Linked DNA regions of Mus musculus: all the other regions are linked to region 4. A link is a contact called in public HiCAR-type, HiChIP or PLAC-seq, Micro-C and promoter capture Hi-C data. All regions are on one chromosome and are shown on one strand. The core of a region is the stretch at or near the end of the contact, and the rest is flanking DNA. Distances in the headings are between cores, read along the strand shown. Region 1 overlaps Pard3b (par-3 family cell polarity regulator beta). Region 2 overlaps Pard3b (par-3 family cell polarity regulator beta). Region 3 overlaps Pard3b (par-3 family cell polarity regulator beta). Region 4 holds the start of Nrp2 (neuropilin 2). Region 5 holds the start of Ino80d (INO80 complex subunit D). Region 6 overlaps Pard3b (par-3 family cell polarity regulator beta).

Region 1 (3,959 bases), core at 1,119-3,618, 320 kb after region 4:
ACTCTATCTTTAATCCTATTAATTTTTTATTGATCCACGATGTTCTTTTGTTATAGAGTATAGTTCTTGTTTCAAAGATAAAATTTCTGATAACACTGTAATTATAACTATTGTTATTTTTGCAGTGTTGGGTATTGAATGCAGAGCTAAGCAGGGACTCTGTATATGAGCTATAGCCTAGACTTCCTTTCCTTAATGTATCTATTTTTAGTTTTCTTCTATTTCATGTGAGATTTCCTCAAATATCTCGTCATCTACAACTAGTCTTTAATTTACAAACATGCGTTCCTGTAAAGTGTAGTAGACTTTTCTGCCTGCATTGGTGGCTCTTGTTGGTGAATGAGCCTCACTGTCATCTAAATGGGTGGTGTCCACGGGCAATATTGGGCCAGCTCCCCACTATCATGTGCTTTGCTCATTTCTCTGACTGCTTATCTTCTCCAGGGAAGAATTTCTCTTCAGGAAGCAGTATTCTGAGGCTAGGGATCCCATATTTTCATTGATCCCCTATTTCATTTCAGCCCCCATTTTCTACTGTGCTCATGAGCTTTTCTGGTTTGATTTCTCTAAGCTCCTGAGAATGAAGGGAGGGAAGAAGGGAGGTAGGGGAAGGCCAGGAAGGAGAAAAAGGGGGTAATGGGGAGGGAGGAAAGAAGAGAAAGAAAGAAAGAGAGAGAGAGAGAGAGAGAGAGAGAGAAACACTTGGTACATAGAAGTAAGTGGTGTTCTAACTTCTTACATAAATATTCAGCTGGGAGGCTAGAGAGATGCTTCAGTGGTTATGAGCACTGATTGCTCTCCTAGAGGTCCTGAGTTCAATTCCCAGCAACTACACGGTGTCTCAAAATGATGTATAATGGGATTTGATGTCCTCTTCTGTCATGCAGATACAGAGAGACAGAACACTCATTTACATAAAAAAAATGAAATATTCAATTAGTAGAATCTGAGACACTATACTCCAAAATGTGGCAAGTTGCCACCCAACAAAATGGCTGAAGCAGGAAGGTCTCTCTGACCTCTGACCTTCTCTTGGCTTTTCTCTCCTGAAGTAAGACATACAGGAAATTGTTGCCCTTCTGCTGTGATAGGTCACATGAGATGTTCACTGTGTCCCTAAAGTGAAGGGATGCTTTCACTGAGGACACGGGGACACAAAAGAATCTGGACATGCCTTGCATTCCCCCATTTACTGCCCTCAATTCAAATGCTTTGTCCCAACCATTCTTTCCTATGACCACCTGCCTTTGATCAAACAGCATAAAATGCATATGGCTCCTTACAATGAGTCTGCATTTCTAAAGTTGCTGAGTCATATAAAACTTATGTTAAATAAATGTATCATTTCAGTGAGTAAGTGGAGGGCAGGACTAAGTCATTCCACTAACCTGCCATTCTCCCAGGTGTCATGCTTACTTCTCTGTTTCTTCACTTCTGAATGCCCATCATAGGTCCTTTAATCTGAGTTTGTCTCTCTCCTTCACCCCATTATCAATGAGGTCTTTTTGGGCTCACTAAGCTCAAATAAGCTTTGAACCTTTTTATGGTCTCTATGTCCTCTTTTGTGTGTCACACAAAACAAAGCCAGGGCTGGCAAGATGGCTCCTGGCAAACTTGACCATCTGAGTTTGACGCCCAGGATCCATAGGACCCCTCAGGATAACTCCACTGGCCTCTTCATGCACATCATGGTACATGAGCAACCCTCTCCATAGCCACACAAAATAAATAAATAAAATGTAATACAAAAGTAAGCAAAATGAAAACCAGCTAACATTTCCTACCCCCAATGTTTGGATTTCTTAGTATCTCATGTTTAAAATATATAAGGCCCAGCAGTACCCCCACTCAAAGATCAAACACATATCTGCTAGAAGTTTTTGTTTCTTAAATGTTATTTCCCTAACCCCCAACCACTCTGCTGCCACCACAAAGAACACAGCCTCCTTGCTGTGGGCTCAGCTTCGTTCCCCCACTGAAAAGAGCGAGTTCAGAGTTGGCAATTCCAATTTCCGTTTTCTTCCATGTACATGGTATATTAAAACATCCTGTATTATATGGGGCCAGAGCAGGTGTGAGGAGTGGGGTCAGGCCTGGGGATAAGGAGAGAAAGGGGAGATATTGGGGGTAGTAGGGAAGGCAGGAGCAGAAGGACAGAAAAGAAAACACACGGTCAGGAGACAGACACAAGCATGCTGTTCGCCACAGCTGCGAGCCAGGCCAGGGTGGCTAGCCCATGCTTTTATAAGGAATGTGTCAGTTGCTTTGTAGTTACTACTTAATTTTACAGATGGTCAGAGAAAGTGCTTATATTGCTTGCTTAAAGTTACCACCGAGGGCTGATTAATACAAGATGTTTTGACACAGGGCCTATGTGTAAGGCAGGAGAAACAATTGAAAGAGTCCAAGTGGCCCTGGCGGATCCAGAGTTATATGTTTGAAGGTAAAGATAGCAAGCCATGTCTGAAGGCAAATTGGTTAAGATAAATCATGTCAGAAGCATGAAAGTAAAGGATCGAAACAGCTCACAAACTTCACTCTCCGGCTGGCTTTTTGAGAGTCACACCGTCTTTATCCCTTCATGCTTGGCCTGCACGTTAGTGGCTATCAGCAGAAAGCCGGGGAAGGTGCTAGAGATAAGAGCAAGCACGAAGCTGATTCATTGAGGGCAATTAGAAGATATTCCACATTCCACGGGCAGGCTTTCCTGTGGGGGACGGGCGCTTGGTCATTTGGCACAGCTTTCATAAGAAATTGAGGCAATGCAGAAAACGGACTGCCCTTACTCATAATGAGGGTATTTATTATAAATACACTTGAGACACGTGGGGATTAGCAGTGAGAAAAAGCTGAGAGAAATGAATTTGGGGGAGTTTCCCTCCTAATGAAAAACCAGATAAAAGAAAAGAGATTTAGTCATCTTGTGTTGGCAAATTGGTAAAAGCTTTTGAGGGCAAAGTAATAATATAGATATTGCCTGGGTAACAGACAAGAGATTCCAGAAAAGATTGGGGAAAGCAATTTTCTATCAAATGAAGCCTGATGTTTTCTTCTTTCTTTCTTTCTTTCTTTCTTTCTTTCTTTCTTTCTTTCTTTCTTTCTTTCTTTCTTTTTCCCACCAACTTGTATTATAAAACAAAAATGCATAGCAATAAGAGGAAAAAGTTAGTGCCAGGATGGAATAAGGTTCAAAGAACATGGTGACTCAAGCAAAATGATGTATTTCAGGTAAAATTTTTTAGATTGAAAAATAGTTTTGATATTGCATGCAGAAATTTTAGTAGTAAAACCTTGCTATAATCAAAAGTAATCACAAAAATAAAATACTAACAATCAGATCAGAGTCTCAGAAATCCTCCAGTAATACAGCTGTATATTTTGCCCCCTCTCATATTGTTCCTATTTGGGGTCTTGCAGTCTCCAGCGTTTTGGTAATTTGTCTAAGTTTCCCACCAGCTTTATCACACCTGAAGAGATTTAACTTCAGACCCAAGGTGGTTTTAAGATAAAGAAGTGAGGTCTTTATTTCATTTCAACTCCGGAATGTTTCACATTGGTCTGGCTAGTCTTGGAGAGGTTTTAAAGACATTCAGTTCTTCAAGGATGCATTCTTCTGGTAAAGACAGCCAGGTTTTTCTTCTTTTCATGTCTGACCTGCTCAGTAGTTCTTGGAACTTGTGAGGCTCAAAGCTGGAACAGTAATTTGTTTTATGCGCCCACACCTTCTTAATGCCTACAAGATTGCCTCAGACAGTTGGTAAAATTTATCTGAACATACTAATAAATATGTGGTTTCGATCCCTCCTGCTTAGTCTTCTTTTATCCATATCAAAAACATTTCCCGTGATCCTGTGCTTGGGGAGGGTAGTGCTGAGGGGGAGGGGGAGGGGTAGTGCTGGGGGTGAGTGAGCAGTGAGCCAAGCAGTTATGGCCCCATTCCCAGATGGGACAAAGAGTAA
Region 2 (3,591 bases), core at 60-2,559, 490 kb after region 4:
TAAAAAGATCCTCAAAACCCTCACAGTTTGCCATCTTCGATTCTCCAGTCATGGTTTGTTTTATGTTAAATCCTCATGTTTGGGGCAGCAAGCACAGAAACTGTCGCTTAAACTGGAGCCTTTGCCAGGAATCTGATTCACAGGTTCTGAGTCAGCTCTCGCACCCACCCCTCAGTGCTCATGACTCTGAGTGACAAAGTCTACACTTTGCCTAATTAACTTTTCTTTGTCCCCGATACCTTTTCCTCCTTCTCAGGGAAAAGCCATTTGTGTGTGTGGTGTGTGTGTGTGTGTGTGTGTGTGTGTGTGTGTGTGGTTTTGTGCTCTACTTGAAGAAGATGAAAATGGATAGTGTTTACCTTTCCTTTTATCTTGTGGACTATAGGTGCCAAACGGATATAATATACTACTATCATTTCGCCTGGAGGTGCTCAGAGCTTCTTGACAGTTCTCAAAGCCTGGTCTGGAAAGTGCTCCACATTCTGAAAGCTCCTAAGAGACAGAAACAAAAGTTACATTTTGAAAATACGTTCTAATTTGAACAACCAAAGCTGAGTGCAAGACTGGTCCTTGTCTGAATCATCTTGAAAGACTGAGGCACATATGTATATCTTTAATAGTGCAGAGTCAAAATAACCCTATCAGATCAAACATCTCTCGCTACGGAACAGGACAGCATGGACACTGTAGTGTTAAGGATTATGAGTGCTGATAGCCAACACAAAGGAGGATTTCCTTGATTATTCCTTCCCCCACTTACAACTGCCTTCTTTCAAATTCTCTTCCATCTGGGAGTACAGCTTGTGGCAGTGTCAATATGAGAATACAGTTCATGCCAAGGGTGTTTCTCTGCCAACCAGCTGGTTCCTCGCTCCCTCTGCCATTCTCTCTCTCTCCCTAGCTAAGTGCATATGCTCTAGGACAAGTCAGAACCCAAGCAGTATTTGTCACCAGAATGTCGTGGTTGTTTCCCATGGTGGACCCCAGGCCTTTGGCCAGATGCTAAAGTAATGGCTGTGACAAGACCAGACAGTGGTTCTCCCTAGAGTCTTTTTTTCTTCTTCTATATTTCCCTTTCCTGTTTGCATTCTGACAGTCTGCAAACAAATTCACAGTTTTCTGCAAACTGCTGTATCCAGAATAACACCCCACACACCATCATCCCCAGGTGATGGAGAAGGAGCAGGGGGCAGCTGGTGACAGAAAGCTCAGTTATGTTTTCAAGGAGACTGTGGTGCAGTGAGCCTTCTTTTGCTCCTTGTTCCTATTATTTGTCTTCCTAACAGGTTTCAGGGAAATAAACGATTTGGAAGTCATTTCGTAGCTCTTCCCTTGGCCATTTGTGAGAGGCACATGTTGCAAACACAGACCTACTCCCCAAGCTCCTTCCTCCAGGAAAGCGCTTGGCTAAAACAATGCATTTGGTCTTATTTTTTCTTCTTTAGTTCCCGAAAAATTCAGTATCTAGCTAAACAAAACATTTGAAGCATTCACTTCTATTCTATATCCTAAATAATTAAAATGTTTTTGGCTGCGCAGGGCTATTAACTTCCTGTGCAGGCTTCTAGCAGTGCTTGCACACCTACCAAGTTACCCTCCTGCTGTACTGCTAGTCCAACCAAAGCAGGTACAGGAGACCAGCGGCTCCTATGGTAAACCTGGAGTCCCAGCAGGCAGGAGGGTTGGGACTTGCCTTGCATCGCCTCCTATTTTCACTTAACGATAACAACAAGAACAAAAACAATTTTTTTCTGCTTTCCTAGCTCTTTGATAAATGACACAATCAATGTCCCAACAACTGATCAGTAACCGGCCTAATTAAAGCATCCAGCCTGTAAAATAGAGCTGTCGTGGAGGCCTCCATTAGTGTCCCAGCCAATAAAAAATATAATGGATTTTTAAACATGTTCTGCCTCTGCGAAGATGAGCTGGCTGCAGCCGGGAGAAAAAAATGTTTTGGGAAAGGGAAAAACAAAACCAGGTCATAACCCATTTTTAAATACCAAGTCTCTAGGCACAAACAGAATCGCAATTCAAGCCGAAGCTCATCCTTTGAAAAACATGCTTCTGTTCAAAATGATTCTGATTCAATCACGGGCTCATTATGTATTCTTCCTGAGGTTCTCATCAAAACTGTTTACCTATCTTGTACAACTGGCTAATGTGGGGGAAAAAAACAACAACTTTATATTTTGACTTTTCTTAAGCAGTGCCTTCATTTCTTTTCAACATCAGTATAATGTTCCAGCAATTATGTTGGCATTCTTGCCAAATCTAACTAATTGATTCGCCCTGATGTCTGAGCAGTGCATAGACCTCCTCTGGGTTATGGATGCTTTTCTATGGACCAGAGGGCACTTGATGTTCTGTGGGGATAGATGGAAAAGCAGGTGCGCACAGCATACACTGTGCACAGCATATGCATGACACAGTGCAGAAGATTCGGGAGACAAGGTAGCTGATTTTCTTGAAATTTAATAAAAGATAAGCTGTACATTAGGCTTCTGTCTTTATAAGCAATAATACTCTTTACTCTTTATGGCTACCACAAAGATTCTCAATAGCTAAGAGACAAGTGCCTGCTCGCTCCCCATGGAGAGCACGCAAATCCTAGGGAAAGCAAATGGATCTTGTTTAAATGTCCTCATAAAAACTGCTTTTTGTAACAGTTCCTATTCCTGATCGATCCCCTGGTGAACAAGACACAGGTGAGGATGGGTAAGGAACTGAAACTGAGTACTTCCCTCTGATGGGATAATGTCAATCCCAGTCCACGCTAGCCTGTGGAACTAAGGATGAGAATGCTCACAGCAAAGTTCTCAGACTCCAGAAGCTGGGCTATCACACCCATGCACTGCCATTCACGTGTATTTTACAGAGATCGGGGATGAGGGAAGAGGAAAGGTACAAGCATCTCACAGTGTATTAAAAGCACACTCATTCTTTCCCTTTTTTGTTTGGTCCTTGTTGTCTGCATGAACATGGCACTCTGGCAGCCTTTTCCATCCTTTTCTCTAGGTTGAGGCATCTTTGTTAAAAGCAACTCCGATGTGCTCATATATAAGAAGGGATGACTGAGACCTCCCCTATGCTGCCTTCAATTTACTGTTCAATAAGTGGGTTCCTTGCATCCCAGGCGCTATAGGAAGCACCAAATGACACCAGATAGGACCTTCTCTCATGTTAGGAAGCAGTAGATGGGGTGTTCAACTATGTACATAAGTGAAGGCCATTAAATATTCATGAAGGCTCTGTCACTTAAGCAGACGCACATGTGGAAAACAAGCTCATTCATTATATATAGTCTCCAGTAATTGGCCAATTTACATTTATTTAACATCTACAAGGTTATGTACAAAGGAGCATAAAAGGTAGTTACTCTTTCCCAATAGATGATAATATAGCACAGGAAGCTACTCTGTCATTTCATAACTCAAGACCCCTCTGGCAGAGGAAGTAGGTCTTACATGCGGCTTTTATTCATTTGGCAACATTTATTGGAAGTCTATCACATTGGGAGAAAGGAAACTCAAACAGTGGGTAAGGCAGGTACCTGTATCTGCCTTCTACACTTCAAGTACTCACATGAGC
Region 3 (3,613 bases), core at 710-3,209, 260 kb after region 4:
CAACAGCACCTGTCTAAACTCTGACAACTTGAAGTATTATGACACCTTGAAGATAAAAGTATCCCAAGTGGAGGGCACCCAGAGATTTTCAGTTTCTTAAGAAATATGGAAAAACTATATCCACATTTTCTTAGTATAATTTCAGGCCTTGGTCATAGTTTCTAGATAAAGGATGTGCTGGAGGTATGCGAGGAGGCAGGTTCTGGGAGACAATAAGCTGAATAGTTAAACAACTAGGAAAGCTTGCCAATGATGCCGACAATACCTGACCTTGCTTTCCAGAATGGATGTGCTATCATGGAGGCTTTCCAAAGCAGGATACAATATAAAATGTGTCCAAATAAGAAAAGATGATGAGACAGCATTCTAGAATGTTCTTTGATCTCTAAAAATTTTGATACATCTGCATATTTAGAGTACTTTTAGTAAGTTTACTACCACAGTTCTAAATAGGTCTACAGTAAATGTTCTGGAATCATTAGCTTTTTACTTATTTCTGAATTTTGGGGAAAAAATCTTCTAAAGATCTTAGCAATTAAAAAGCATTTTCCCCAAGCAAAATACTTGTTATTGACATTTCATATTATGGTAAGAAATTGGGGGGCAATATGAATACATTCCTAAATGTCGTTTATTCTTTACCATAAAAATATAACATTGGATGCTTAGATATAAATTCTAGTCTTCAAATGGCTTTCTAACAGTTATACTCCCCAAAGTTTTCACAGAAAATGTTCTATTGCTAAACACAATCTATACTAAAACACAACTCTCCATTGACATAACATTTAGTGAGTTACTAGTTTTCTGATAATAGCAAATATATTTTATTTTATATGTGTATATTAAAACCAGTGTTCTGTATCAACTGAAACTTTTCCCATTTTAAAAGTTAGATCATGATTCTAAACATTTCTGAGAATCGCTCTGAATAGTTTAGAGCCTTCCTTAGAATAGATTCCAACAGTGCTACAATTGCATATACTAATGTGCTATGCTACTTTAGGGTATATTCATACAGAAGTATTCTTTTAAAACAAGGCTCAAGAGGTATGCTTTATAGATGCTTCCCTAAATGACTGTTGGAAAGCGTGCCAGTCCAGTGATTCATTCTATGTATTAATCCAGCTCAGCTGACAAGTGGTTGCTAATACAGCACTTCTAACATTGATTCAAACTCCATAAAAGGATTTTGGCTCATAAAAAATGCTGGCGTGGCAAGTAGATGTAGGTGTGCCCATCACTTGTCTATAAGAATACTGTAATGTGCCAAGTTTTGTTGGTGACCATCAGCATTTCTAGGAAGATATGTGTTGCAGTGATCAGATGAAAGTACATGTATTAACTCAACCATAGCACCCCTGGTCTTACACTTTGCCCCTGTAAATGGGGGGTAATCCTGAGAAACTGCCATTGAATAAAGGCTGATCGTGAGTTGTGCCCACATCTCCATCATCTGTGTGTTGCCTCCGTTTTCACTCTTTACCTCTACCGTAGTCCAACTGTAATCAATGCCATACAACACAGCCTCTTCCCAGTGACTGCAGATGCTTAGTACTATGAAACCAAGCAACCTGATCACTTCCTCCTGTCAGCGTAAAAGGAGAACTTGACTTTGTCCTGAGAAATGCTATCTGGTATGCTTTTCATAACTTCCACAGAGTGGGATGATCTAATAAGAATCCACAAGTAATTAACCAAGTCTTTTCTAGCCAACCAAAGTCCCATTCAAATACATTAAAAAAAAAAGTCAGAATTCTAAGGGAGTCATAAATTGGGGTATTTTGAAAAACTGGGATCTAATCCAGTCCATGATCTGATCAGGGTTCAGTGGTAATAATAAATTGGGACTATTAAAACTGGGAATCATTCCAACATTTTATTTTGCCCAAACCACGGGACCCAGCAAATTCTACTGCAAAAGACAGGGGTATTCATTGACAAGTCAAACCATGCTGAATTAATCATTTGTATGTAACCATGCCAAAACATGGGTGTTTTCAACAGATTAAATTGTGCCAAAGATTAAGCTCAGCAAATAATTAATTATCAAGAGTCACTTGGCAAATTAAAGAAATCAACCTTCTGCTTTCTTTAATAAAACATCTACTCCTTTTTAGAGTAAAATAGTGGCAAAACCCTGTCAATTCATTTGTTGCTCTATGTGGGATTCAGAGTTCAGTCAGTATGTGAGTTACAGCTAAAATATTAATTTATGATGTACTACCTTCTCAGTTTATAATGTGCATCTACCTTCTTTTTACAAAAAAAAAAAGAACAAATGTTGGAAAAACTGTACACTTATTCTGGTTCTCATTTCAATTTCCAGTAACATAAAAGTCCTCCATAATTAAATCAAATACGAAGAGGTTGGGAATAGATTTTCACCCACTTGAATTCTCAAACTAGAAAATGGTTTCTGAATGTTTTTCTATCTCTAAGATGCATTTTGTTTATGTGGGAGAATTTGCAGCTGCATAATTAAATCTTGGTTTGCCAAATATCAAAAACACATGTATTGATTCAAACTAAGGGAAGACAAGCAGCCAGCCGATAAGGTGAGGGAGAAGCCTCTGCATTTCTTGGAAGGCATTCTGAAAGCAAAGAAAACCAAGAATCTTGAATCCAGACACCGAGACCGATTAATTTTCCTCAATCTTAGCTTCACCCTCACTGGCATTCTGTCTAGGTCTGTGGCTGAGAACGAGCCCCATATGTTTCCAGGCTTCTCGGTGCTGAAGCTGGACACACTGTGGTCCCAGTGTCTTCAGTTATCCACTCAGGTTTTAATACGATCCAAACATGTGATGTTTCATTAATGTGACAAATGGTCTCCCTGCAAAGCAAACCTTGACATGGTATCCATGGGATGGGAGGTCTTGGAATAACTAAATTTCATGTTATTAATTTTTTTTGTTGTTCTAGTTTCAGTAAGAAGTCACACTTAGTGAATTTTCATTTCTGGGTCAATAATATGGGACTTTAATGGAAATCAGTCTTTGGTGTCAATGGAGATATGTTAGTCAATATAACAATCCTAAGTAAAAAAGGAATGACATGTCTAGGGGTGTATTTTTCTCTAACCTTTCTTTACCTGTCTTGAGAAGGTACTAAGGAGACAAGTATTTAACTACATTACAGGCCTAAGATTTAAAAAAAAATCATACTTTAGAAAAGATTACAAGCTTAGTTCTTAGAATTAAACAACTAAAATTAATGACATGTTAAAACAATCTTGCTGTCAGCTCATGATACTAATTTACATAATCTGAATGTGTGGGAAATGCTAATTTAATTTAGCCAGGACAAATAATCTTTGCATATTATATTGAGTTCATCATCTAGCAGTGAATAAAGACCTTTGAAACTAATGTTTTATTATGGCCCATGTCACTGAAGCATGAACAAAAATGATGAGTTTATTTAATGCAGGGTTTCATTGCCATGGACCGTTTGACTTGGGTCAAAAGGGGACACATCATAAACTCAGGAAATCGAATAGGGGATGAGAAAATCCCACTACACAATCGTGAGTGAGAAACTTGGCCTTGCATACTCCAAGAAGAGTGTTATATACACTACATGAGTCAGTACTTTGGCAAGACCAGGAGAG
Region 4 (3,666 bases), core at 728-3,227:
CTATCCCCAGTCACCTGTAGGAGCAAACGCTAATAGGCTAATAGTTTTTTTTCAGGTTCCAGACACTGTCTTAGAGCAGAGGGAAGCACCCCCAGAAGCAGTCCCAGGGTGGAAGAACCGCATTCCCAGAGACCAGAGACCTGTTTTCAGAGAGGTAGCCCTTGTCGCAATCCACAAGAGCTGGCCCCCGGCCTCTCCTAGGCCCTGCTGTGCCTATCTCTGCAGCCCGTGTCCACACACCCTTTTTGGCAGTGCTTGAGAATAAATTCCACTCAAAAGTTTCTAACCACTTCACAAGAGGAGAGACTGCCGAGGGTCATACAGTTTGTTTTATCTTTTAAGAAAAAAATTTAAAGAACATGATTCGCTTTCCCAGAAAACACACGGATTCGGGAGAGAGTGGGGACCATCAACTGCCCACGGGAAAGCTCCCATCTCGGTCACAAGCTGGCTTGCTTCACCAGCTTCAGCCCTCTGGTTCTGAGATGTATCCACCCAGTCTGCAAAGAATCCACACATCTGAAAAGCAAAGCTAGACTCTTGCTTTTTTTTTTTTTTCCCAAGCCCTTCAGCTAACATTGCTCAATGTAGCTAAGTGGAGGGAATGCAAATGATTTATATTTCACTGGCTAGGTTGAGGAAACTCAAGGGAGATGTGTTCTGCTTCAAGACAGGGAGGAAAAAAAAATCCCCAAAACTGTAATGCAAAGGCTTTGTAGTATTTTTAAACCTTTGATTCAGTCCATATGTGACATCTGAACACCGCCAAATTCTGTTACAAAACACACACACACACACACACACACACACACACACACACACACTCCCTTTGCAAGAGAGAAAAGTTGGGTTTAGCAGCCCTGGTGGTGTAAAGAAGGCCGCTGAGATCTCCCTTTAAATGATTGAGTATTGAGGGAGCCTCCTCATGAGCGCTTCTCAGTGGCTTCTCTCCATTAGCTGTCGCCTTTAAAGGGGAAACCGTGTAAAAATGAATAGAAAAACTTTGAAGGGCTTACCTTGCTGGCTTCTCACTTCGTGTCCTGAAAAGTACAGAGCTAAGAAAACCCAGGTAAGAGGAAACATATCCATTTTTGACAGAGAGGCTCTCTCCGGGGCTAGGTTTGTGGGATCTCCTATAATTATGTCTTTGTGTTTTTCCTCTCTAATTTTCTTCCTGGTGGTGTCTTCTGCAAAGGTCTCTAACGATCAACGTTTTCCTCCTGGGTCCTGGCAGTCAGTCTGTCTTCACCTTTATTCTTGCTGGAATATCTCCACCTCACTAGGAGATAGCTCTTGAAATCAGCAAAGAGGGAGCAAGCTAAGGAAGCGGAGACCGGTTTCCTCTTCAAACCCAAACGCGTGTATGTTCTCTCCAGTTCCTCAAAGTGTCATTTCCTTTATCCTACAACATCACGAGGGTTTCCCGAAAGCTGAACGCAAAATAATAGTAATAATAATAAAAATCAAAGCCAAGAATTGCCCTGGGCATCACACGGCCCCTAGGCAGCTGTGTGATCTCAGAAGCGCTAACTGACACAGGTCCCCCGGCACCCGGGACACACACGCGGGCAGAGGCACCGACCGCTGGACAGGCGGAGTGGTAAGCAGTCAGACGTCCGGCTCTTGTCCTTTCTGGGTTCCCCTAAGCTGGAGCCTCCCCCGGCGGTTACACCCGCTTGGCCAGTCTCTGGAGGGGAGTGCGAGGCAGGAAGCTGCTGCGGCCGGTGCTGCTGGTGTTGCTGCGGGTGCGGCGGCTGGGATCGCCCGCGAGTGTGCGAGCGGCTCTCCGAGTTCGCTGGCGCCCGCCCTCACCTCCACCTCGCCCAGCGCCCGGCCGAGTGTCTGTGCTTCAGAGGATGTGCCGGGGGCGGGCTGCAGGCTGGTGCCTTGCTCGCCTCCTCTGCCTCCCCTCCGGCTCCCCCCTCGCCTTTTCAGGCCGAGCAGCATGTGGATGTCAGAGCCGCGGCAGAGCGATCCGATTACGCGCCCGCTCAGGGCCCGCCCCTTCTGTGTTCCTGATTAAAGAGGCAGCCGCGGAGACGCGCGGCGCAGAGCCGAGGACCGCGGCACCCAGCTCGGGCGGGGCGGCGGTGGCTCGCAGCCCCGCGGCCGCGCGATCAAAGTTAAGGTGCCACGCAACCCTGCCGCCCCTCTCCCAGTCCGCACCTCCCTCCCGCCCCACGCACCTTCGTGCGGGGCTGCGGGTGTGTCACACCCGGAGCAAGGAGCGCCCTCCCTTCAGGGCGCGCTGCCTCTGCCGGAGGGAAACTCCGCGGAGCCCGGGAAATTCTTGTTTCCCCTAAATTCCGAGACTCAGATGCTACACACTCAGAATCCAACACAATGCCACCTGCAATGGCGTTACAGAAGGAGTTGGGTGGCGGACCGCGTTTGGCGTAGGGAGCCAGTCCGCGGCTCAGCTCTGTGTTCCCAGAGGCAGCAAAGCGTGGCGGCGACACACACAGTCAGCCTTTAGCCTTCTCTGAACCAAACCTCAAATACTTCTTGGGCTTACTTCTCAGATCCTTTGTTGTGTCCCAAACAGGATCCTCTGCGGTCTGGGTTAGGATTTACTTCAACATGTGCCCTTAACTTGTAACTATCTGTAAACGAGGGACGATTTTATTGAATAAAGAATTTCTCCGGGCAATTAAATTCCCCACCCCCACCCCTGGCCACCCAATACACCTTCAAGCTTCCAACATAGTATAGGTACAGGGAGGCCTCTTGGACTGCTACTGTAACTACTTCTGTTCATGTTTCCCCAAGGTATTGTGGTCACAATGTTGACAGAAAGAAAATAGCATTGTGTTACCTATTTTTAAGTGGAGACATGAAAACTGTTTCAAGGCGCTATAAGCTAACAGTTGGAGAAAACACTTGCATCTTTGTTTCTGAGGGTGGCTGGGTGATCCCCAACTGTCATATTCACCAGGCACCCTTGCTTTACCATGATCAAGATCCAACAGAGCACACCTGGCAACCTTTTCAGTCCCCTTCCTAGCAGTCTGAAGATTAGGAAACATAAAGTTTGGGTGAGAAGGGACATGAACATCTGACTATACCATTTTTCCCCCTTAGCGTGGACTTATGGGTTCTTCTGGGTGGTTTCTCTCCTTATCTGGACTTGCCATTAGCGTTGTTTATCACAGCCAGTGTTTGAAAAAAAAAATCTGTAACTCTCACTTAACTGTTATTTACATGGAGATAAACACAAACAAAATTGAATCAGAAGTGATTTGCAACTAGTTAAATGAGGGATTTTCCAGTGGAAGTCCAGAGCCTGAATACCACATGGTTAATCTTAACTGCCTGGCTGCAAAGGGCTGGAGTTAGAGGCCCTCTGAGTTCTTCCAGAGAGCAACACATACACACACACACACACACACACACACACACACGTGCACACGCATGCACCACTCAAATACTCATAGGGGCTAATTTTGATTTCCTTTATCCTTTCTTTCCCTTCCCTGGGTTCTTCGATGAAGGAAGAGGGGAAGCCTGGAGTTTGGACCTTAAGTTCAAATCCTGGCTTGTGTTGTTGGCAAAACACTAATCCAAGAACAAACAACGCTATCTGTACTAACAGTGCCTGCAAGGAAAGAGTTACTTAGTGTCACAACCCCACTGCTCTCCAGGCATAGAAAACCATTCCTACTTAGA
Region 5 (3,663 bases), core at 254-2,753, 410 kb before region 4:
CGCAGGCAAAACACCAATGTACATAAAACAAAAAATCACTTAAAAAAAGTAAACCTATTACATCTTTGCAATGTACAAAGTCGCTCAACAGGCTGACACTACACCGGAAGTTCTGAACATTCCAACACTAGGGAAGAGAAGCCTACCCCTCAATTCTGTGTTCCAAGAAGCAGGCAGCAAAGTATGCAATGTACCAAAGGCCTAGACATTCATCAATCTATGCAAACTAAAAGAAAATAACAGAAATGGAATTCTAGATATAATTCTTAATAAATAATTTTACTTGAAGAAAATCCAAGGCATCTTTCAATCTGTTGCTAGGTTTATAGGAGTCATCTTTCTTCTTGGGCTGATAGATGAACTGGCTTGCTCAGCTGTCCTGAGAGTTTAAATACACACTACTTCTATTTGCACCGTGAAAAATAAACAGCTGTATTATGCCTTTCTGGGCAGTCAATAGGTTTTACTTACATTGCTCTGAGAGAAGACAAAAGCCATCTCTTTACAATTGACTCTCAGCAGCCTCAGTTCCTCAGATACCAAAACCACAAAATCTTACCTCTAATACATGAAACCATAAGTACGAATACATACAACATAAACGAGCATTAAATAAAGACAATACCGTGACCTCTAAGTCTCTCAAGTGCCAATTTACAGACTGGCCACCAGATACAGAACTTGGACCTGCCATAGAGAAAAATCATTATTAGCCTGAAAAAAAGAAAAAAAAATAGAAAAAAAAAAGTAAGCTGCCACTGTCACCCTTATGGAAAAAGTTAACATGGAAAACAATAATATCGTAAAACCTGTGTCTTGTAAAGATTTCTTTCCATCAGAAGGTGCAGAAACATTCCCCACCACGGAGCACACGACCTCCTTTCTGTTTCTTCCCTGCTTTTTCTCAAGTATGGGCTTTTTTCCAGCGATGAGAGGTAGAAATTTGGACTTTATCTGGCTGGAGCCGGTGCACTTCTCCCCTTGGCCCCTCTCTCCTCTGCCTCCAAGATGGTAGGAAAGTTGTCGTTTCGGAGGGCAGAGGAACTGCTCTGTGGTGTTATGTCCTCGCGGTGCCTGTAGTGGTGCTGTAGGAGGCTGCTGCCTCTTCTAGTGCAGGCGGGCAGCCCTGCCTTCTTGGCTGGAGAGTATATTCAGGGATTTCCCCTTAATGATCACCGACCCTGGGAGCACTTTTTAGTTTCCAAAATAAAAATATGATCCTCACCCCTCGTGTTAGACAGGGAAAGACTCTTGCCGAAGCCCAGGGAGGGAGCAGTAGCAGCCGAGCTCCCTAAGTCCACTGCCAGCGCCTCTCTGATCTGTCAGCCTAGGCGAGGGAGGGGGGGTTGAGGGGGAGGAAGGAGGAAAAAAAAATTAAAAAAAAAAAAAAAAAAAAAAGCAGCTGAAAGGTAAGCAGAGGCGGCCCCAGGCCCGGCCCACATCCCCGGGCTCCCGTAGGGCGGCGGGCTGGGCCGCGTAGGCAGGGCGGGCGGCGAGCGCGCTTACGTGAGGCCGGGGATTCGCCGGCCCACGCCAGGCCGCGGGCGGAGAATGAAAGGGTGAGTGGGGCCGGCGCTGGGGTGGCGGGGGATGGGGCACCGGGGGCCTCGGGGACGCCCGCGGGCAGCGTCGGCGGGGGTTCCGGCGGCGGCCTGAGCGCGGCGAGCGGCGCGGCCTGCGCGGGCCGGGCCCCAGGAGTGCTGCGGAAGGGGGGGCGCCCTAGGCCTCGGGCCCCGCGGCGGCCGCGCCCTGCCCCCGCGCCACAGGCCTCCCGCGCCCCTGGGGTCCCCCGGGGCCTCGGGGCGGGCGGGCGGGCTGCATCCTGCGCCGGCCCCAAGCTCTCCCGCGGGACGGAGGGCTGGGCGGCGGGGACCGGGGCGACGGGGCCTCGGAGTGGGGACCGTGCGGCAGCACCCCGTCCCCGGGCATCGCGCAGACGGGGCCCCCCGGATTCCGGTAACTGTTGGGTTTGTTTATCCCCCCCGCTCCACGGCGCTCTGGGCGGCCTGGCCGGGGCGGGGCGGGCGGCCTGGCGGGCGTGGGGTGGAGGGGCGGCGAGGAGTCAGGTGCAGCCGCGGCCCGGAAAGTTTCCTTTTAGGCCCGAATTGGAGGCCGCCTTCTCTCCGGGGAGCCCCGGTCCTAGCGCCCGGGACCCCCGAGGGCTTCGGGGGGCGAGCACTCGGCTGGCTCGAAACTCTTTGCCAGTTCCTGTCCGTTCAAGGTACTCCGCCCCTGCACCCCTCGCCCGCGCCGCGCCCCACCCCGCTCCCCGCGATCCCCGACGGGGCTGCCAACTCCAGCCCATTCCCCAAGAGCTCCAGGGCCCGGGGAGAAGCCGTCTCTTCCGGTTTGGAAAAGTTTTCAAGGGGTTTTTCTTAGCTTTATTAGTTAGTGACTGGGCTTTCGGGGGTGGGGAAGGGAGGAGGTAGATTCAGGTGCTGTTTCTATTGCAAAGTCAGGGTCCATCGGCCTCCCCTCCTCCCCCCTTTTTAAAAAACCCAGCACCCCACCAAGGAGCTGTGGGGGTGCTACTTGTGTCTTTATTACTACCCCCACCTTCTCTCCCGGACTCCTTTGGGTCCTCAGTCTCCCTCTCTGGACAGCTCCGGCAGGAAGGTAGTTAAGAAGAGAGCAGAGAGCAAACTGTCAGGGAGAGGGGCAGGACCAGGCAGGCTTCTGGAGCAGTCCCCTGCCCTCCGTGGTAGGACTTTACCCCTCTTAGTTGGTCACTTGTCCGGTTAGAACCGACTCAGACGCTGAAGCCATGGGGGAGACCTCGGCTGACAGACAGAGCATTCAAAACTGGGAGGAAGGACCTGGAGGGCTGGGCGCCTGGGGAAGTAAGGTCTACCTGCAGCGCAAGGAGCAATGCCCGATTTGTTCTGAGCCTATTTCGGTTTAGGTGATGTCCTTAGGTGTCACTCTAGAATAGAAACCACGGGGGTTTATGGAAGCGTAAAGTTCTCATTGCTCCAGTTTGGGGGTGGTGTTGTCTGTGGAGGAGCCCTGTGAACCGAACATTAGAGTTTGGCTTTGGCCTACCCTGTCAAAGAACTAGATTTTTTTTTTTTTTTTTTTTTTTGGTTCTGTTTTGGTGCCATCAGCTCTGGAACTTTTTTTCTCTTCTTTTTCTTTCGTGGAGTAAATTTAAGTTTCCAAATCAAGAGTTTCTTTCTTTCCAAGGATAGGCTGTTTATCGAGGCTACAACTGACCTCACCTGGGTATTGTTTTATGTTGAAATTGCAATGTGGCCCTGCCACCCCCAGCCCCAGTGTGGGCATGTGTGGAGACTTCATTTGACTTCTTTTATTAGTTCTTTTTTGAAATTTCCATATTTCTCTCAGAGCTTGGGGCTCTGTGTGTGTGTGTGTGTGTGTGTGTGTGTGTGTGTGCAGGTGCTCTTGTGTCCTGCTTGGTTGCAGGTTGGAGGTTGCTGGCAGAGGTGGTCCAGTCTACAGAGTAGTTAGTGAAAAGCTGCCTGACCATCGCAGAGCATCAGGATAATCCATGCTCTGGTCTGCGCTGGCTTCTGTCAGGCATCACACTGAGGCTCCTTACAAGGATTGTAAGGATTCCAAGGACTCTTTGCTTTTGTCTAAAAGAGAGCGCCTTTTTAGATACCCAGTCATTTAGAATTGTGCCTAAGAAAGTCTTGATATTTG
Region 6 (3,787 bases), core at 760-3,259, 380 kb after region 4:
TATGTAATTTTACATATATCAACCCCCTCAAATTACATTAATACTATCATCATTTTATAGCTAATAAAACTGAGGCACAGTCTGGATAATAAGTCAGTAAGTAACTAAGATAATAGTAAAGCTAAGTCTGTAGATATTTTTAATGATGAGATGAAGTGTTATACATGGACATTATACAGAAATGTTATAAAATGGATTTTCTCAACTGTTGTATGTTGCTGTTAATGGGTTCATGGAGTTTTCTGTTGTAGGCATCAACTAGCACTGGATTTAACAAGAGAACACTTGCTACAGGGAAAGCAATGATCTATAGAAGAGTAAAAATGCAAAATCTAAACAAATAGATATATTAAGATATGGAGGGTACATGGGCAGGATGAAAAGGACTCTAAACAGAAGTAGCATTACAGACATTTCGGGGACAGAGTAGGACAGTATGAGAGTCAGCAAGATAGTACCTTGACCACTGAATCGTATTCTTGGTAGTGAGAAGAGAGATCTATGGTTGAGATGAGATGCAGAGATGAAGTTGGCGGAGAGGAAGGGAAAGAGACTAGAAGGGACTGTAGCTGCCAGATAAGCTTGCTTATGATGAATTCCATTGGCATTACAGATTAAAATCCATGACCCTGGCTCAAACACAGTGACAGGGACACACCTATCTCTTCTTGAGGACAATGAACCAGGCACAGGCTTTGTAAGAACACAATATTTCAGCTGGAATTCACCTAGTACTGAACATATACTACACAAAGACTCCAAACTGGTCTTTGTTTTAGCTCTACAGCAAAGACAATGACTAATCTTTACTTTGAATCTGGAAGGCTGTCCACTATCTCAAAAGCTTCTCAGAGAGGACATGGACATTTCCTCCTTTTTATAGATGTAGCTTTCCAACACAGGGACACCATCTCTACTTCAAACACTGCAAAGCTATGCTTTACTTTCTAATTATTGAAAGAAATTATAAACAAAACACACAAAGCTTTTCTAAAAAACATACATGTACATAGACACACACACAGAGGAACACTTGCTTCACTGCTGATATTCTTTTAAAAAGCAGCTATTTTTGTTATTTTAAAATCAACTTCTGAACAAACAATAGGCCATGTTTTTGTAGCCTCTGCCGTGTTCTGGATAAGAACTTTAGAAGGGGCTTGTGATGCATCATTAAATAGTTTCCTCCATCATCGAAGAGCTGAGTTATTGGCACTGGAAATAGCCATGGGGGGAAAAATAAATGTTTATGATGATTTAAAAGACCAATTATAAGCTTCTGCCTTATTCCTTACTCAGCATCCTGCACGGTGTGTAAAAATGATAATGAAAAAACATACTACATTGGAAATTTTAGCTGGGCCGAATGTCAGTTTTCAGTTACACTTAAAGAATAGAAAACATTAGGATACCATTAACGGTTGCAGAGTAATGGAGGCAGAACAGGATTGTTTTCTATTATTATTATTACTGCTATTAATGGGTCAGAGCCTTCCAAGGGAGTAAAACTGGGGACAATTCAGACACTTTCAATAGAGCATTAACTCTTTCAGGTCAAAAGGGGCCCATTTAGTGGACTGCTGCAGCCATTTAATAAATAGTCCCCTCGTGGCCCGAAAGAATTTATCTCCTGCCTGAAGAGTCTTGCTTACGAATTTGTATGGTCTCTATTCTATTCCCACAATATTCCAGTAAGAGAAAAGGTTAATTTGCAGATAATTATTTAGGGAGGGAGGGAATATTTTTTAAAGTCGAAAAACAAAAACAACCCGTCACAATGCATCAGTTGCTGAGTTCATATCTGGCACGGATAATGAGCTCAGTGAAGTAACAAAATTAGGCTGAGAAATTAGAGGTCTGCAATGGAACGATTTTCTTTCAAGGGAGGTGGCTGGTAAAATACCTTTTCCCCTTTTGTTCATTTTGTGCAGTTTGTATGTGACTAACTACAGCTAATCCTGTCTCTTTTCAAAAGTTAATGTCAGCTACTAGAATGCTCTGCTTTCTTGACTTAATTGCATAGCTTAACCTCTGACATAACCTTTGAATTCACACCATGACAGCCCAACCTTATAGAAAGTTTTTCTAGAAATCTGAGAAACTTCCCCAAGGTAAGGACTGCTTTAGCTCTCATGGGTGCGGAGGGAACACTCTGAGAAGATCAGCGCGTGGAAGCAGCTGCTGAGGGTAGGGAGGGCAGGGGGCCTGCTGGGAATGCTGGGAAGAGGGAATTAGCCTCCTATCTGGTTAAGTTTGAAGTTGGAGGCCCCACAGTCTGATGTACGCGACACTGCTGATCTGTCCACTTAAAAATACAACAGTAGAATTTATGTTATGTATAACTCACTACAGTTAAAATGTAGATTTTCAAGTCAGATGAGTGCTTATTTTAAAAGACACAGTATAGAATAGCTATCAGACAGCAATTTGGATTAAAAAAAAAAGTCCAAGTCTATTTTTATTCAGGTCAGGCTGTGGGATAGAGAAGAGTGCAAACCCTTTATTGCTGATTAGTTAGTTCGCAAGAACTAAATTAATAAGAATTCCTGGATTGACACAAGTCTCTGGCCATAGTGATGTAAGTGCTCTGGGCTCTTACTTACTGAGGGCTCTGGGTTTTGTATGGAGAGAAGAAAGTGATTTTAGCAATGCAGGACCTATACCTAAGTGAATTCAGGAAACTTTTTAAAAGTGTTCGATTATATTAATTGAACAAAGTAAGAGACTTTACTATAAGAGTTTTATATATGCCTATATTATATTTTAATGATAGGCATCATCTCTTCTCTTACTCTCTGACACCCTTTATTCTTTATTTATTGGACCAGCAAGGGCTCATAGAAGCTGATTTGGATGTTTTGGGCAACATACCCCAGATTGGTATCACTGGACCACATGCTTGTTGTAGTTTTAATATTTTAAGAAATCTTTATCCATAGTGCTTTCTCTCATGATTTGATTAATTTACATCTCACCAGTCAGGGACAAACATTCCTTCCCCCGAGCTCCACACCCTCACAAACAATGCTGTAGTTTATTTCATGATGACAGTTATTTCGACTGATCTAACAATTCTTTGTCACAGAAAAATGGTAAAATTCTGATGTTGTTTTAACCTGCACTGTATCCCAATCATGAAGGAAGACTCTTGCTTAGAATTAAGAAACATGAGTTGGGCGATTTGGGAAAATAGTTTAACAGCAAAAACAACACAAAACAAAACAAATCCAAATGTTTTGTTTTGTTTATCCAAGTCACTGGGATACCTTTAAATTTATCATTGGGAATGAAAGTGGGGAGATCTAGAAGGTGAGGTAAAAAGAAAAACCAAGTCCAGTCATTACATTTGGGTTAGACTCCTCTACAAAGAAACACAAAAGACAGCTTGAAGGGTGGGGGGAATCTTCTCACTCAGCATTTCTTTATTACACATATTTTTACATAAATTATTTCAATGTGAGTTTTTCCATTTCTCTCTTGGCTCTTTTTGCTTTTTTCTCTCTCTTGTGCTCAAATGATAATTCTTTGCTTGTATAACTTCACTAATTCCACATTAGAGTTTTGCGGCATGATCAAATAAAAAGAGGTCTAGGGGTCAAGAAAAGAAAATTTGTTTAAACAAACATCTTTGATGATTACAAGATGGATGGGGAATTTCTCCACAGTGCCCCGGCGCGCTGGTGTGCTGAAGCTACTGGTATCCGTGGGTTAAAGCCAGAAGCCTCGCAAGGAGGATTAATTTCATTTGTTCCTAACCCCATGACAAACATTCTCACATACTCATATG

The links. Promoter capture Hi-C pulls out the DNA fragments that hold promoters and counts their contacts. A called contact is a pair of places that touch in the nucleus more often than the background predicts. HiCAR-type assays count read pairs that join an accessible place to other places. HiChIP or PLAC-seq counts read pairs in DNA pulled down with a chosen protein or histone mark.
Region 1: a contact with region 4 is called in an H3K4me3 HiChIP or PLAC-seq map of embryonic limb bud, with 8 times the contacts expected there. The contact joins the enhancer-like site here to the promoter of Nrp2 in region 4. A contact is called at or near these places in 13 of 39 promoter capture datasets (the 3T3-L1 cell line, embryonic stem cells, frontonasal cranial neural crest and 6 more), 4 of 15 datasets of contacts at CTCF or cohesin (the NIH/3T3 cell line, embryonic stem cells and stem cell-derived epiblast-like cells), 32 of 484 Hi-C or Micro-C datasets (the HL-1 cell line, the N1E-115 cell line, bone marrow-derived dendritic cells and 11 more), 28 of 115 datasets of contacts at active chromatin or transcription factors (SST interneurons, astrocytes, bone marrow-derived dendritic cells and 14 more) and 4 of 9 other capture datasets (adipose tissue, embryonic stem cells, liver and 1 more).
Region 2: a contact with region 4 is called in a promoter capture Hi-C map of hippocampal neurons, with 7 times the contacts expected there. The contact joins the enhancer-like site here to the promoter of Nrp2 in region 4. A contact is called at or near these places in 4 of 39 promoter capture datasets (the 3T3-L1 cell line, embryonic stem cells, hippocampal neurons and 1 more), 2 of 15 datasets of contacts at CTCF or cohesin (the NIH/3T3 cell line and pro-B cells), 8 of 484 Hi-C or Micro-C datasets (bone marrow-derived macrophages, cerebral cortex, cortical neurons and 2 more), 17 of 115 datasets of contacts at active chromatin or transcription factors (the NIH/3T3 cell line, bone marrow-derived dendritic cells, bone marrow-derived macrophages and 13 more) and 2 of 9 other capture datasets (embryonic stem cells and pancreatic islet).
Region 3: a contact with region 4 is called in a HiCAR-type map of kidney, with 3 times the contacts expected there. The contact joins the enhancer-like site here to the promoter of Nrp2 in region 4. A contact is called at or near these places in 6 of 39 promoter capture datasets (the 3T3-L1 cell line, HPC-7-derived erythroid cells, hippocampal neurons and 3 more), 2 of 15 datasets of contacts at CTCF or cohesin (the NIH/3T3 cell line and pro-B cells), 7 of 484 Hi-C or Micro-C datasets (the AML12 cell line, DN2 thymocytes, adipose-derived mesenchymal stem cells and 4 more), 20 of 115 datasets of contacts at active chromatin or transcription factors (bone marrow-derived dendritic cells, bone marrow-derived macrophages, cardiomyocytes and 13 more) and 4 of 9 other capture datasets (adipose tissue, embryonic stem cells, liver and 1 more).
Region 5: a contact with region 4 is called in a Micro-C map of embryonic stem cells, with 2.5 times the contacts expected there. The contact joins the promoter of Ino80d here to the promoter of Nrp2 in region 4. A contact is called at or near these places in 4 of 484 Hi-C or Micro-C datasets (the HL-1 cell line, embryonic stem cells and uterus), 3 of 115 datasets of contacts at active chromatin or transcription factors (embryonic stem cells, microglia and pancreatic cancer cells) and 1 of 9 other capture datasets (adipose tissue).
Region 6: a contact with region 4 is called in a promoter capture Hi-C map of second pharyngeal arch cranial neural crest, with 6 times the contacts expected there. The contact joins the enhancer-like site here to the promoter of Nrp2 in region 4. A contact is called at or near these places in 11 of 39 promoter capture datasets (the 3T3-L1 cell line, cranial neural crest, embryonic stem cells and 6 more), 1 of 15 datasets of contacts at CTCF or cohesin (pro-B cells), 5 of 484 Hi-C or Micro-C datasets (the C2C12 cell line, embryonic stem cells, nephron progenitors and 1 more), 12 of 115 datasets of contacts at active chromatin or transcription factors (astrocytes, bone marrow-derived dendritic cells, bone marrow-derived macrophages and 7 more) and 3 of 9 other capture datasets (adipose tissue, embryonic stem cells and liver).

What each region holds. Positions count from the first base shown.
Region 1 is chr1:62,381,615-62,385,573 of GRCm38.p6, reverse strand. All of the region lies in intron 18 of Pard3b (par-3 family cell polarity regulator beta), which reads right to left. Among named protein-coding and RNA genes, the nearest start is that of Gm34881, 140 kb to the left of the region's middle. Within about 2 kb of position 2,368, at least 15 of the 459 cell types and tissues checked have an H3K27ac peak or open chromatin away from gene starts, as enhancers often do. A contact at or near this core is called in embryonic limb bud, where this site is marked.
Region 2 is chr1:62,213,324-62,216,914 of GRCm38.p6, reverse strand. It overlaps Pard3b (par-3 family cell polarity regulator beta), which reads right to left. Exons shown (of 23, transcript NM_001081050.2): 13 at 360-492. Among named protein-coding and RNA genes, the nearest start is that of Pard3bos2, 79 kb to the right of the region's middle. Within about 2 kb of position 1,309, at least 17 of the 459 cell types and tissues checked have an H3K27ac peak or open chromatin away from gene starts, as enhancers often do. A contact at or near this core is called in hippocampal neurons, where this site is marked.
Region 3 is chr1:62,445,332-62,448,944 of GRCm38.p6, reverse strand. The region is part of intron 19 of Pard3b (par-3 family cell polarity regulator beta); the gene reads right to left. Among named protein-coding and RNA genes, the nearest start is that of Gm34881, 79 kb to the left of the region's middle. Within about 2 kb of position 1,959, at least 5 of the 459 cell types and tissues checked have an H3K27ac peak or open chromatin away from gene starts, as enhancers often do. A contact at or near this core is called in kidney, where this site is marked.
Region 4 is chr1:62,701,628-62,705,293 of GRCm38.p6, reverse strand. Nrp2 (neuropilin 2) reads right to left here and starts at 1,977. Exons shown (of 17, transcript NM_001077404.1): 1 at 1,017-1,977. The coding sequence starts at 1,089.
Region 5 is chr1:63,112,107-63,115,769 of GRCm38.p6, reverse strand. Ino80d (INO80 complex subunit D) reads left to right here and starts at 1,503. Exons shown (of 12, transcript NM_001114609.1): 1 at 1,503-1,559. Ino80dos (INO80 complex subunit D, opposite strand) reads right to left here and starts at 1,299. Exons shown (of 4, transcript NR_045915.1): 1 at 1,226-1,299.
Region 6 is chr1:62,323,778-62,327,564 of GRCm38.p6, reverse strand. The region is part of intron 16 of Pard3b (par-3 family cell polarity regulator beta); the gene reads right to left. Among named protein-coding and RNA genes, the nearest start is that of Pard3bos2, 190 kb to the right of the region's middle. Within about 2 kb of position 2,009, at least 4 of the 459 cell types and tissues checked have an H3K27ac peak or open chromatin away from gene starts, as enhancers often do. A contact at or near this core is called in second pharyngeal arch cranial neural crest, where this site is marked.